Linked DNA regions of Mus musculus: all the other regions are linked to region 2. The links are chromatin contacts, called in public HiChIP or PLAC-seq maps. All regions are on one chromosome and are shown on one strand. Each heading gives the region's core, a stretch centred on a gene start, on an enhancer-like site or on the middle of the called end of the contact. The rest is flanking DNA. Distances are from core to core; before and after follow the strand shown. Region 1 has its middle 61 kb from the start of Sv2b. Region 2 holds the start of AU020206 (expressed sequence AU020206). Region 3 holds the start of Sv2b (synaptic vesicle glycoprotein 2 b).

What was found. HiChIP or PLAC-seq counts read pairs in DNA pulled down with a chosen protein or histone mark.
Region 1: a contact with region 2 is called in an H3K4me3 HiChIP or PLAC-seq map of the 230-238 cell line, with 7 times the contacts expected there. The contact joins the enhancer-like site here to the promoter of AU020206 in region 2. A contact is called at or near these places in 1 of 39 promoter capture datasets (the C10 cell line), 2 of 15 datasets of contacts at CTCF or cohesin (large pre-B cells and pro-B cells), 4 of 484 Hi-C or Micro-C datasets (CD8 T cells, natural killer cells and uterus) and 15 of 115 datasets of contacts at active chromatin or transcription factors (the 230-238 cell line, CD8 T cells, T-cell acute lymphoblastic leukemia and 11 more).
Region 3: a contact with region 2 is called in an H3K27ac HiChIP or PLAC-seq map of large pre-B cells, with 2.3 times the contacts expected there. The contact joins the promoter of Sv2b here to the promoter of AU020206 in region 2.

What each region holds. Positions count from the first base shown.
Region 1 is chr7:75,368,091-75,373,009 of GRCm38.p6, reverse strand. No RefSeq gene overlaps it. Among named protein-coding and RNA genes, the nearest start is that of Sv2b, 61 kb to the right of the region's middle. Within about 2 kb of position 1,904, at least 148 of the 459 cell types and tissues checked have an H3K27ac peak or open chromatin away from gene starts, as enhancers often do. A contact at or near this core is called in the 230-238 cell line, CD8 T cells, T-cell acute lymphoblastic leukemia and 6 more, where this site is marked.
Region 2 is chr7:75,779,360-75,783,967 of GRCm38.p6, reverse strand. AU020206 (expressed sequence AU020206) reads left to right here and starts at 1,848. Exons shown (of 3, transcript NR_165329.1): 1 at 1,848-1,916; 2 at 3,212-3,343. RefSeq lists a cis regulatory region at 1,485-2,227.
Region 3 is chr7:75,306,724-75,311,870 of GRCm38.p6, reverse strand. It overlaps Sv2b (synaptic vesicle glycoprotein 2 b), which reads left to right and starts at 2,609. Exons shown (of 13, transcript NM_153579.4): 1 at 2,609-2,997. 1500012K07Rik (RIKEN cDNA 1500012K07 gene) reads right to left here and starts at 3,169. Exons shown (of 3, transcript NR_045814.1): 1 at 2,955-3,169.

The DNA.
Region 1 (4,919 bases), core at 655-3,154, 410 kb after region 2:
TCAGATGGGTGGGGTGGCCATATCCAGAAGTTCCTGGAACAGCCTCAGTTTATGCCAGTTGTGCCAGAGTAATAATGGCGAGAACTGCCTTTCAGAATCTCAACGTCTCATTGGAGATAAGCATCATCACTTTATTGATGAGGAAATGACATTTCCAGGGGCTAAGTGAGGTTTCCCACTAATTAAGACTAGTTAATGTTGACGGCAGCGCTCCCCAATCCTGATCCTAGGAAATCCATCCAAGTGTGAAACTATTTGAAATATTTTTCTTATTAAGTATGATGTGAATTTATTACTAACTAAACACCTGGGGAACTGAAATGAAGACTTAATTGGATTTTAGACACAAAGCTCGGTGATCAAATTATTGATGACAGAGCTAAAGTAAACACTGGGGATGAAGTAATTTTTGAAAACTCATGCAAATTTCCTAAGTGCATCACATGGCCAGACTTCAAGTCTTTTCAAGTCTGTTTATTACTTTCTGGTAGCAGAATGACATGATCTTAGTTTCATTTATTTTCTCTGTTTCTCCAGACTATATATTTTCTCAATGACTATATATTTTACATATTATTGGAAAGAAAATAATTGGATTAATGGTTATTCTAAAACGATGACATCTTCCTGCACCTGTCACCCAGTTGCATGGGAGTCAGAGTCACTGCATGCCTGGTCCCTTTCCATCTGTGATCTCATGGAATCCTCACAGAAGCCCCATATGTTGTCAGTTCGTGGTGTAGATGACTCTGAGGGCCCCCAGGAGGTAGCCTGTTTAAGGGCAGAGAGAGCATGTGGGCCTGGGAAACCACATGCAGCCTGTCTGCTGTGCGAGTCCATGTGAGAAAGCCACATCCTCTAATCAGCAGACAGGGCTGTGACTCTCACAGCAGCTGCATCTCCTCCTCTTCCTTCCTAACTGTGCCCCCGTCCTGGCCCAGTCCTTCAAGTCGGATGGTGATTTAACCGACCAAATGTCTTCCACACAGATATAGATAGCAAGGGGCCAAGATCCGGGGACTGTGGTTTCATTAAAAATATATTTTTATTTGTTCTTTGACAATTTCATAATTTAGACAATGTGTCTGATAATAGCCCTGCTCCCCACTCCTTTCTCCAGAGTCCCCCACACGTGTCCTTCCCCTTTATGTCCCTCTACTCTTCTTCCTCCTTCCCTTCCTCCTCCTCCTCCCCCTCCTCCTTCTTTTAAATAATCTACTGAGTCCAGTTAGTCTTACCAGTATGCATATGGGCAACCCAGCAAGGGCCAGAGGAAAAATGACTTCTCTTTCTGTAACAACCCTTACCTTAGTTGTCAAAATCTCCTCAGCTAGTGCTGGGCCTGAGCCCACCCCATTCTTGGATTCATGTACTTAGTGACTGGCTTGGTTTTGTGCAGGTAACTCTAGCTTCTTTGAAACACACACACACACACACACACACACACACACACACACACAGAGAGAGAGAGAGAGAGAGAGAGAGAGAGAGAAAGAGAGAGAGAGGTAAATATAATAAAAAAGAAAGCAAATACCAATTCAATCTTTCATGTCCCATCAGAGGTAGTTTTCCTTTGGGTATCTACTTTGAGACATGAAAATTAAACCGAGTTAGTCACCCTAACAAGGAGGGTAGGGTAGGAGGGAACAGTAGCTGGGGTTACGGGCAGAGGACACTGGGGTAGGCATTTCTGTGTCCGGAACCCTGGAGAGACTGATTTCACTGTAGCGGTCACTGACAGACCTTCCAGACCCATCTGTGTTTATACGATTTAGTAAATCTATGACATCACTATGCAGGGCTGTTTCAGATTATATACTAGAATGAGGATGTTCTGTGTTCAGAGCACAGACTGAGTGAATCGCCTGGGCAGGTTTCTTCTCCATCATCTCAGTTCTCTTCTGCCATCTGCTGGGGCAGGCACTCTACAGCATGGAGAACCAGGGAAGAGCTTGTCGCAAGCCCCTGACAGTGATATATCCAACAGCAATACGCTGAAAAGGCTGGAGAGGCAGGCTTTACACCATCCTGCCTTCCTTTCCCAGCAGATCTTCTGGGGTTTTCAAAGATTAACATAGTTCCTAGTATTTTTTAAATGTAACAGCCTTATAGTAGCAGCTGTTGCTACACTTGAAACATTTTAAACAGTATTTTATAAATGACACAGAAGCACACAGGTTTGAGTTTAAAAAAAAAAAAAGAGAAACAGAAGCGCAGAGATTGAGGAAGTGGAGCCACGAGCTGGCAGCGGAGCCCCACCAGAAGCTTCCTTGACACTGGGGTACACACTTTTCTCACAAAGCATTGCAGAAAATAAAAGCAAGGAAGAGTCCCAGAGAGGTGAGTCAAGCTGCTGTTCAGTGCACGAAGGAAGGCTGTGGTCCAAGATCCTCAGCCCTCAGATGGCAGGGAGTAGGGGTGCGTAGGGTGGACCTAGCAGCACAATTTCCCACACGCCTTTCAAGGTCAATGCCAGGACAATGAGAGACATTTAAAAAGTCACTTACTATTTTTATTTCATACGTATGAGTGTTTTGCCTGCATGGGTGTGCACCACCAGCACTGTCTCTGAGGCCAGTGTTCCCCGAGCCATGTTCCCAACTCCTCCCCAGTTTTCCTATCTTCTCTCCCTGACCCTCTTGTTAACACCCTTCTTCCCAGCAAGTGCCCTTCCTACTTCCATGTCTTTTTAAGTTTTAACATGGTTGTTCCTTACTGCGTTTAAGTTTGGTTGCTTTAATGAGAAAGGTTGGGGGAGTTATTAGCTTGAGCAAGGACAACTTGCCACTGTCCACACCACTGAGGAATGTGACTTCTACCCCTGCAATCATTACTGCCCATCGCTCCTCAGGGAGAGGTGGGGCCTCATGAGCTCGCCCACCACCCACAGGGAATGTTAGTGGGCCCTGTCTTGTGCAGATAGCCACAGTTGCCAGGACTTCATAGGTACCGCAATTATGTGCAGAAGACAGCATGGATTTCATAGCACCCCGCTCCCACCTTCAGGCTGTAGCTCTTACATTATCTCTGCTCCGTCTTCCTTAATGTTTCATGAGCTTTGGAAGGGTGATATAGATGTTCCATTTAGGGGTGAGTGCTCAAAAGTCACTTGATTGGTTAGGAGTCTCAGCATTAACTACTGCCCGTTGCAAACAGAATGGTGCTCATCTGCAGCCACTGCCATTTTTGTTAACATACTTAGTAAAGGCAAGGAAGCCAGCACACTAACCTTTTCTCACTTAACTTCAAGTCATGCAAATACTCACACTTGGTACTGTTAAGAAAAACATTCTGATCAAGCCACAAATCTCCCTTATTAGTTTAATGTCTTTCCAAAAAGACAGCTGTAGTGAGGAGTGTTGCTTCCAGACTCCTGTGTGTTTACATAAATATGTGTGTTCCCATAGCAACACAGAGCATTGTTTAGTGTTACACCCACTTACATGAAGGATACCTTGCATCTTCAGCCGAGCCAATCGCACTGCCCCCACACTGGGAGGGGCAGTTGATTAGCGATGGGGCCTCATTGGAAACTCCCTTTATAAGCAAACGCCCACATGTCCTGAGCCCCAACTCCTCAGGCAGCTCTTGTCAGGTTCAATATAGCCTTCTGTCTTGTCTTTTTAAAATTCCCATTATTATAGGATTCAACACAAGCTTCAACATTTTAATAATTAAAATTACATTTATGTATTTGGGGGGTGGTTGTGCGTGTGTATATGCATGCGTACGTGTGCGTATACATGTGTGTGTGTGTGTGTGTGTGTGTGTGTGTGTGTGTGTATGCATGTGAGACAGCCTTGATTACGGAGGTCAGAGGGCAGCTTGCAGCAGTCAGTTCTCTCCTCCCATGTGAGTTCAGGCCAGGAACTCAGATTTCAGGATGGGAGGCAAGAGCTTATACCCACTGAGCCATCTCTTCAGCTCATTAAAACTTTTTGCTTTATTTGTTTATCTATTTGTTTGTTTGCTCATTCATTAATTCATTCATTCACTCACTCATTCATTCATTCTGTGTGTGCACAAGCAAGCCTGACACATGGGGAGGTCAGAAGACACTTTCCAAGAGTCATTTCTCTCCTTCTACCAAATTGATTCTGGGGTTTAAAGTCAGGTGGTCAGATTTGACAGCAAGCACCATTCCCCACTGAGTGTGGTTCAGGGGTATTATATACACTCATGACCACAACGCTCACGATTCTCAGAATGCCTTTATTTTCATCAACTGTAATCTCACTTAAAATTAACCATTAATTATCCATACCTTCCCGTTGCCCTCGGAAGCCATTCTTTTTCCTCTGTCTCAATGAATCCGTCCTTCTAGGAACCTCATGTAGGAAGAACCATCTACTCTTTTCGTGACTGGCTTGTTTCACTTAACAAAACGTCTTTAAGATATACCAGTGTTGTTCACTGTTCTAATCCTCAGTTCTCTGAGCGTTAATTTCTCTTCTCAAATAAATAATCAAAACATTGCCAGTCCTACAGAGAACTATCTCTGTGTTCCTGTTTTGAGAGATAAGAATTCAATTTTGGCTTCAGAAGAAGCACCAGAGATGTGGGGCAAAGTCCTCTCAGTCGACCAGTAGATCTATAGAGAGGAGCAGAGCCGCCAGGCCAGCTCCAGCCTAGGCCAGCTGAAGTCTGCAGAGGTGAGTGATCGTGAGTAACTGCTGTATCGGGCCACCGAGTTTCAGGGTATTTTGTTTGTGTGTAGTTAACCATTACACACTCATGTCTACTTCTCTGCACCCCCTTTTTTCTCTGTGGCTGCTTTAACTTATCTTCTCATTAGCTTTGGGGAACTCACTCCTCTCCTCATGAAGAAGATGTTTGCTCTCACTTTCCTTTCCCACTCCTGACATCATTAGTGGCACGGTAGCATTTACGCAGCAAGGCCTAATTTCACTAAGATTTTC
Region 2 (4,608 bases), core at 599-3,098:
TGACAGAGACTCTTCAGGTGAAAACCCTTCTCCTCTGTTTCCTCCTCCTCCTCCTTCCCCTTTTAAAAGATTGTCTATTTTATGTATGTCCATATGCTGTCACTGTCTTCAGACACACAAGAAGAGGGCATCGGATCCCATTACAGATGGTTGTAAGCCGCCATGTGGTTGCTGAAATTTGAATGAACTCAGGACCTCGGAAAGAGCAGAGGCAGCAGCTGCTTCTTCTTCTTCTTCTTCTTCTTCTTCTTCTTCTTCTTCTTCTTCTTCTTCTTCTTCTTCTCCTTCTCCTTCTCCTTCTTCTTCCTCCTCCTCCTCCTTCATCCTCCTCCTCCCCCTCCTCCTCCTCCTTCCTCCTCTTCCTCCTCCTCCTCCTCCTCCTCCTCCTCCTCCTCCCCCCCACTTCATCTCCTCCTCCTCCTTCTTTTTGGTTTTTCGAGACAGGGTTTCTCTGTGTAGCCCTGGCTGTCCTGGAACTCACTCTGTATACCAGGCTGGCCCTGAACTCAAATCTGCCTCCCTCTGCCTCCCAAGTGCTGGGATTAAAGGTGTGTGCCACCACTGCCCGGCAGTATCTGGTCTCTTTTTTTTTTGTTTCTGGTCTCTCTTAATAATACATTTCTGAGTCACACAGAAGGAAAGGGGCATGAATACATTTCTGAGTCACACAGAAGGAAAGGGGCATGAGGAGAAACAGAACACATCTGACCCTTGGCTTATCTTCAGTGATGGTCAAACCTCAGTGGATAGGTGGCTGACTTAAGATGTGGATACTCACAGTGTGGAGAGTCCTTGATGCAGCTTCAAGGATATTGGCAAGAATATTTACTTTTGGCTTGGAGGACAAGGGAGGAGGCTCAGATAAGAATAATGTACTGTGTTCCTTGTGTCTTGGTCATCCTGTTTATTGCCTTGTTTGACTACATTGTCTTTAATCTAAGAACTGACCTTAGATGACATAAAAGCAAGCTGGAGAAAAATAAACCCACATCAGCCCTGGTTGGGGTCGTGTTATAATGTTGTTTAATTGTCTTTTCTTTCTTTAACCTCCCTCCCTCCTTTGAGACCCCGATGACTGAGCTGGCTTCATGCAGAAGGAAAGGGGCGTGGGGAGAAGCAGAACACATCTACCCTTGGCTTATTTTCAATAATGATCAAGCCCCAGCAAATGTGAATGTGTGGCTGACTTAAGATGTAGATACTCACACCATGCTTCATCTTTACAAGGTCACTGCTGCAGGCCATGGGACTCCTGGAATGCAGTTTGTTGCCTTGAGTAAACCAAGATTTGGTTTTGGTTTTGGTTTTGGTTTTGGCTTTTGTTTTTTTTCCGAGACAGGGTTTCTCTGTGTAGCCCTGGCTGTCCTGGAACTCACTTTGTAGACCAGGCTGGCCTCGAACTCAGAAATCTGCCTGCCTCTGCCTCCCGAGTGCTGGGATTAAAGGTGTGCGCCACTACTAAACCAGGGTTTTACTGGGTGGGGGTGGGGGCGGATTAAAACATTTGCGTTGCAATCTAACTAGGTGTGGGAGGCAAAAATATATGAATCCTTTGTTCTTTTTTCTGAGTTCGAGGCCAGCCTGGTCTATAAAGTGAGTTCCAGGACAGCCAGGGCTATACAGAGAAACCCTGTCTCGAAAACAAACAAACAAAAAAAGAATCAGGTGGCACTAACTTTTCTTTCCCCTCCCGGCCCCTCGCTGGACCAGAGGCTGGGGCAGCCCACCCCTTCCTCCAAATGCAGCTGTAGTATGGGTTCGTCGGGCCATCCGTCACAAATCTACGGCCTCTGATTGGCTTTTGTGCTTAGGAACCATAAAATGGGGCGGGAATTGGGGAGAAATTGGCTTTTTGGCGGCAGCACTGCGTCAGCGGCGGCGGCGGCGGCAGGGACTTGCAGTGCGTGAGCTGCATGGTGAGTACCGGGTTGAGTCCTGGCCGACCGTGTTCGCAGTGCCCGTTATCCGGACGGCCTCCTTGCGGCAGGAGCGCCCGGAAGCGTGTGGAACCGTGGGTCCGGTTTACTGGGTCGGGGAGTTTGGGTCGAGATAGCAGCCGGACTCCATTTAAGACCAGGAGTCATTTTGAGATTCTGCCTCAGTTAGGTTAAAGTTTTTTGGGGTGGGGTGGGGGCTAGAGGGTTTCGAGACAGGGTTTCTCTGTGTAGCCCTGGCTGTCCTGGAACTTACTTTGTAGACCAGGCAGGACTCGAACTCAGAAATCCACCTGCCACTGCCTCCCACGTGCTGGGATTAAAGGCGTGCACCACCACTGCCCGGCTAGGTAAAAGTTTTTTGTTTTGTTTTGTTTGTTTTTTGAGACAGGGTTTCTCTGTGTAGCCCTGGCTGTCCTGGAACTCACTTTGTAGACCCGACTGGGGTAAAAGTTTTAATATTCTGTTTCTTGGAGTTAGGCTGTGCCCGACAGATGTTTTGTACCTTGTGCTCCAGGAAGAGTTCTATAACTGCCTTGTGCTCTCTGTAAACCCGCCTGCTTGCAAAATACCTCTCTCTCCCATTGGTTTTGTCCTATAAGAGAAGTATGGGAAATTTAGGGGGAGACAGCTGTGCACAGACTTGGCTGTGCACGGAATAAGGTGTTCTTTATCCTCATTCGGTGGGATTAATAAATTAATTAATTTTGGAGGCTCCAGTGATATAAGAAGCTGTTAGGGTCCATAAACTGTATAAACATAGATTTCAGTCAGGGATAGTTTATCGAACGCACATCCTAAGATTGATCAATCAGAGATGTAGCTCAGACTCTACAGCTGGAAGCTACAACCCTGAATGTTTTCTAGGGTCAGTTTATAGAGGTTAAAACCCCACAGGGAGCTTTTATAAGCAGGTACTGGGCGGGCTGCAGGTGGTCTGCCTTTCCCAAGTTGTTACTAGTTTAGGCATAACAGTTGAAGCTGGTTTCTATTTTGGTTGGTCCCAAGTGAAGGCTGTGGTTGGGGAATTTCTAAGAACCTCAGAACAGAACAGGATATATGGCCAACTTGATCTCTCTCTGAGCCAAACTGTTGTCAGCAGTATGAGGTGGCTGACAAGCATGAGGCAGGAGGGTTACAGCTAAATTGGGGGGGGGGGGCGGGGGACGGAGGGGGGGGTGGGGGGGCGGGGGGGGAGGGGCTAAGCTAGGGCGGAGGGTAGCTTTAACAAATCCCTACCCAAATTCAGAACCTGGACCCTTCCCTTCAAACCTCAGGTACCAGAGCACCACTGCCCAGGGTGTGCACCTTGAGACGTTCCAAGGCCCCTGCAGGCTTGATTTCAGTTCGGAGGTCCACAGCTGCAGGAAAAGAAACCCAGCAAGCACCTGGATGAGGAGCCTTCATTGGTAAGTCATTGCTTTCCTTACGTAACATCTGGTCCTCTTCTACTAGGATCCCATCTGGATACAGTGTCTTAGGAGATAGATGAACTCCTGTCCAGGGCACTAGGGAGAGGTCACACTGCCTTCTTGGTCCTGTGTGTCCTGTTCTGTTTTGTTTGCCTTTTCTGTTTTTTGTTTTGTTTTGTTTTGTTTTTTGTTTTTGTCCTGAGTCTTCTGAGGTTTGGGTTTGGGGTGACTGGAAGACAAAATGGGTAACAAGACTAGTAAACCCTACATACAGAACTCCCCACTGCTTCACTCCTGTCAGTGCCCATCTCAATCCAAACCCCGATCTCAGCCCTCACCTCAGCCCTCACCTCAGTCCTCACCTCAGCCCTCATCTAAATCCAAACTCCGATCTCAGCCCTCATCTAAATCCAGACCCCGATCTCAGCCCTCATCTAAATCCAAACCCCGATCTCAGCCCTCACCTCAGCCCTCACCTCAGCCCTCATCTAAATCCAAACCCCGATCTCAGCCCTCATCTAAATCCAGACCCCCCAAATCCTCACCTCCACCCCCACCCCACCAGCCGGACCACTCCCCGCCCTTCCCCCTCCCCACATCCGATTGGGATTTACTTCCTTATGCTTCTAACTGTCGTCAGACTGGGTCCTCCTCCCTCACCAGGTCTCCTGCTGCTGATCTTTCTAACCGGAACACCCAGAGCCCTCCTTTGAGCACCAGCGGGAGCTGTATAGCCTATGTACCTTTAACGACCACTGCTCTCTTAAAATGGAAGATGCAGTACCCTTCTTTCAGCAAAAACCCAAGTTCTCTGATCTCTCTAATGGAGTCTATCTTCTCCATCCACCTTCCTTCCCTGGATGACTGTGAGAATATCTTAGCCATCTTCTTCACCTCTGAAGAGAGGAACCGGATTCTGACTGAGGCGGAGAAAGCATTTTTCAGAATGGGCACACAGACTGGCAGGTGGAGGGCAGATGAGGTTGACTGTGTCCTACCTACATGGAGACATGACTACAGGACAGAGAAAGATAGGAGGGAACTCAGATATTACCACAAGGCTTTGTTAGAAGGAATGAGACAGGCAGCCTGGAAGCCCACTAACTTCATCATGGTGATGTGTACTATACAGCGTCCAAAGGAATCGCCTTTCGAGTTTCTTGAGCGCCTCCTGGAGGTGTACCGTAAACACACACACATAGATCCGGACGACCCAATAAACTTCAGGGAGATTAACCAAACCTTCGTTGAAAATTCGGCCT
Region 3 (5,147 bases), core at 1,360-3,859, 470 kb after region 2:
CATTGGAAAGAGAGGCCCCTAGGTCTTGTAAACTTTATATGCCCCAGTACAGGGGAACGCCAGGGCCAAGAAGTGGGATTGAGTGGGTAAGGGATCAGGGTGGGGGGAGGGTATAGGGGACTTTTGGGATAGCATTTGAAATGTAAATGAAGAAAATATCTAATAAAATGTGGGGAAAAGAGAATATTAAGAATCCCTTTAAATAAATAAATTCAAAAATTGAAAAAAAAAAGAACCACTATTTAGGCACATGGTATTGGCTTAAGTGTGTAATGGACTTTAGGCATATTGCCCTCTACCCCTTCTCTTCTCACCCTTCCTTCCCCCAGTAGTGCCCTATTCTCCCAAATAGGTTTTAATGCTTATTTCTTTGAGGTTGTCCGCTGTCTTTCACACGTTTATGAATGTGGAATCCACCACATGTGCTTAGGGTCATTTGTATGAGCTAGGGTGGGAGCTTTATTTACCAGATCAAGAGCAACTTTGCATCAGTGACACCTCCGAGGAATAGGACTCTAGCAGCAATTATCTGCTGATAGCTCCCCGGGGAGCTATTATCTAGGAAGAGTATTTCCATTCAAACTATTTTTTCTTTTGTAGCTCACAAAGTCAGTATTTCCCTTCGTCTTCATCACTGAAATAAATGTCAATCTAAATATACACATCTAAAACTTTGAAGTAGGATTTACATCCACATTCACATGGTATTTGATGTGTCTATATAAAACCAGACACCATAAATGAGAGAAAGCATGACATTAGTCTTTCTGAGGTTGACTTAGTTTAATCTGATTATCTCTAGTTGTATCCATCAGCACATAGACTTCTGAATCTACTTTAGCCTTTGTCTTATTGAAGGTTTTATTGCTGTAAAGAGACACCGTGACCAAGGCAGTGCTAATAAAGGAAATGTTTACTTGGGGCCAGCTTACAGTTTTAGAGGTTTAGTTCGTTATCCTCATGGTAGGGAAGTATGGCAACGTACAGGCAGACAGGGTGCTGAAGAAGGAGCTGAGAATTCTACATCTTGGTCCACAGGCAGCAAGCAGAAGGAGACTGGGTGCCACACTGGGCATAGCTTGTGCAGAAGAGACCTCAAAGCCCATTTCCACAGCAACACACTTCTTCCAACCAAGCCTCACTTCCTAATAGTACCACTTCCTATGGTTCGGCATTCGAACACACCATACAGGGCATCTGCATAACTTCCTAATTCTCTGGTATGTGTAGGTGTTCATAAATTCCTTGAATTACTAAGGAAATTATCTGGATTGTCCTTTCAAGTTCTCACTCAATGGAATGGGTAGAGGGGAATGGATCAGGTGAAGCATGGAAGCTGTTGATGTCAGTGGGGAGACACTTTTGTTCACTCGACGAGGAAGAAGTGTTTCTAAGGACAAAGGGAAGCCAATGGCCTGGTTTTAGTCAGGAAGGAACCAAGATTAGACTTACACCTTAGGGAACAACTATGGGAGGGGAACTAGGGAAGCCCTTGCAAGGTGGTTCAGGGTCAAGCCCAGGCTAAGAAAGAGGTGGGGAGCTGAGAGAAGCCTTCTGTAGCTGGAGGGGGTGATAGAAGTGAAGAGCTTGGGGAGGCAGAAGTATTGAGTGGAGAAAAGGCAAGATTCTTCTCTTTTGCCTCCACTTTGACATAATTAGGTACAATGGTTGGTTTTGTTAACAACACACACCTACACACATATGTGAAGAGCAACTTCAGTTGGGAAAATACCTTCATCAGATTGCCTGTAGGTAAGTTTTGTGAGGGCATTTTTTTTTTTTTTTTTTTGTTTTTAAATTAGAGACTGATACGGGAAGTCCAGCTTACTGGGAATGGTGCCAGTCCTGACCAGGTAGTCCTGAGTTTAATAAGAAAGGAGACCTAACATGCCAGTAAGCAGTGTTCCCCAGTTGCCTCTCCCTCATTTTCTGCCCTGACTTCCCTCAATGGATTGTGCTGGTGATACGTAAGTTCAGTAGACTCTTTCCCCACCAAACTGCCTTTGGTCATGGTATCGTTCTCATAGTTGTCCTTCTCACAGTTAGAAAAGCAATTAGGGAAGGTACTTAGCAGACACTACAGAAGACTAGGCCCCTGTACTGTTGTTTAATTTGGACTTTGAACTTCCAGGGTGACTTCGTTCATGACTTTATTTCCTTCTAGAAGGAACCCTATGCTTTGGGAAAATCTTCCCAGGCTGGCTGCATTGTGTTTGTGAGCCGGGTGTGTGTGTGTGTGTGTGTGTGTGTGTGTGTGTGTGCGCGCGCGTGTGGCATTGGTAAGAAGGAAACAGCTAGAGCCTTTCTCCAATATATTAAACCCTCCAAATTTTCCTCATCCCCTCCCCACCCCCCGGACCCTCCGCTGGCCAAGCAAGCTCTTTTTCAGTTCCAAAGGAGTTAAGAAGACCAGAACGATTTGTCAACATCTATTATCTTGGGTAGTTTGGGGATGGCATAATCCGAGGACACCCCCAGTCCAAGACCGAGCTTGGGGACAGAGCTTGGAGTCTTATGCGCCTTGGCGCCTTAGGTGGGAGGGTGGAGAGACCAAGATATTTATAGTCAGTTGGGAACAAACCTAATAGAATAAGACGTTTGCAGGTCTGTTCATCCGCAAATCCAGAAAGGGCGGGTCCGGGGAGTGGGCTCTGGCTCCCCTCCAACCTATCCGGAACTCCTCTCCTTGGATCTGAAAGGGAGTTAGAAGCAAAGAGCTTTCCGCAGTGAACACAGTGCCTGGACTAGGCTCTGGCTGATCCTTCTAAATAGACTCAGGAGCCCCGGGAGGGCTGGGGTGCTGCAGGGTGCTGGGAGCGCGCTGCACAGAGGCTCTGCACAGCGGAGGCAGCAGCGAAGGCGACGAGGGCGCGGCGATGCAGGTGTGCCCTAGGGAGAGCCTGCCTCGGTTGGGATTACCAACCGCGTTAGCCTGAGCTGCCGCCCAGACTTACGGTGTTCGGCTGCTGACCGGCTCGCTGCGGATTTTCCACCCAGGTAGGGGACGGCGATTCTCGCGGTGGTGCGGGGCTCCCAGGCCTGGCATGCTGAGACCCGTGCTGGGACCTCTGGGTGCGGTTGTTAGGAAAAGCCTCAAAGGGCAGCAGAGTTGGAAAGCAGCGCACCGAAAAAGGAGCACTTGCTGCTGCCCCGGGCTGCGCGCTTCTTTGAACGTGGCCTTCCCCAGGACTTGGAGTGAAAGCACATGAACTATTGGCGCGGTAAATAGTTTCCCAACTTGGGCTACTGACATTTATAGCTGCTTTCCACATGCTTCCTGGACATCCCTTTAGTTCAACCTTACTCCTCGTTGGCTTTTTCTCAGAGAACAGATTAAATACGTGCCCACACCTGCTGGCTCTGGACTGGGGTTTGTGTGTGTTTCTCTGTGTTGAGGGCGCCCTCCGCGGGCGTGGGAGCCGTTTCTTAGGGACTTTCTTTTTTTTTTTTTTTCTGGATGGATTTTTAGCGCAAGGAAAAGAACATGATTTGTTTTGCAGGGATGGGTGAGCAAATGCCGTTAGCTAGGGAGGAGCAAGGCGCTGCTGTTCCCTCCGCAGCAGACCAGTGGTAGATTTCTCATCTGTCGGGTACAGCAGATCCAGCTGCCCAAATGCTTTTATCTTTTATCCAGAAATTGCAGATGCAAACAGGCTCCGTTTAAAGGTAACTTGATGCAGATGTGTTGGGTAAGGTAGGGTGGGACGCTGTGGGATGCTTGCTGGTTTCTAAGCCTGTTTGGAAGGTGAATGTGGGTGGCTCTGGGTCTCAAGGAGGGGCAGGTGAGGGGTGAGAGGTGTGTGGATGGTGGGGAACTAGACATTGCAACCAGCTTGGCGGTCTCTTCTATGCTTTCCCTTGCCCTTTGCAGAAGAGGCGGCTTGCTAGAAGATGCAGTTGATATGGTGAGTGAGGCACAATCTGCGTCTTCCCTGAGTCAGCAAATACTTGCCCAACGGTTTTATGTGTCAGAGGTGGCATTGATCCTTAGGGATGAAGAGGTGATGGAAACAAAATCCTAATGTGGCACAGGCTCACACCCGGTGGGGGACAAACACCTGTAGTAAGGAGGTGTGACCAGTTCGGGATTGGTTTTGTTTCTTGAGCCATTGCTCTTGAATATCCTGCAACCCTCTCCCATTCCATCACCATCACGGCTGATGGGAAGGCAGAGCTGATGTTAGCAGAACAAGACTAGTGTCAAGGAGGCACTCTGAAGGCTGCACTGAGGGCAAAGCACACCAATGCAGGTCCGGCTTTTTACTTTTGTTCTCTTGATAAGTATTTTCTCTAAGTTTCAGGACAATGGAGTATTGAAATAGCTTTTCACAAAGGCAGGGACTCTTGCAATTTCTAAGGGAGTTTCAGAGCAGATCAACTTGTGGGACAAAAAGCCAACATTGTTGGTGGGTTATTTCTTTTGCCAGAGGTGTGCCTTACATGCATTTTGTAACTGAAAGCACCAGGTGTTTGAATAATAACCTGGCACACTGTGGGTAGTGTGGCCTTGACTGCTCTAAGAGAGCTGGTCTTTGGCAAGTATCTTAGCCTTTCTTCGAGCCTTGATTTCATCATCTGTAAAATGGAAGCAACGACACTGTCATGATAAATATGTAACACACACACTTAAAAGTATTTGCTCATCGTTTAACAATCATCATATAGTGATCATTTGGCATGAAGTTGCTACTTAAGTTTGTTCATTGAGTTCCTACCATGTGACAGGCACTTCTCTATATGTGGCAACTGTAGCATTGAGCAAACTGTGTGTGTGTGTGTGTGTGTGCAAGTGTATTACTGAACAAATAAATAAGTATTTAGTATTTTAGCCCAGGAGCTGAGATGGAGAAAAATAAAGTAGAATAAGAAACATGAGAAGTGCTGCAAGTTTTGGAGTGGGTTTGTTATCTATCTATTTGTCTATCTGTCTGTCTATCTGCCTGTCTATCTATCTGTCTGTCTGTCATCAACTCTATCATCTATTTGTCTATCTCTTTCCTATCTATCTATCTATCTATCTATCTATCTATCTATCTATCTATCTATCCTTCTATCTATCTATCTATCTATCTATCTATCTATCTATCCTTCTATCTATCTATCTATCTATCTATCTATCTATCTATCTATCTATCCATCCATCCATC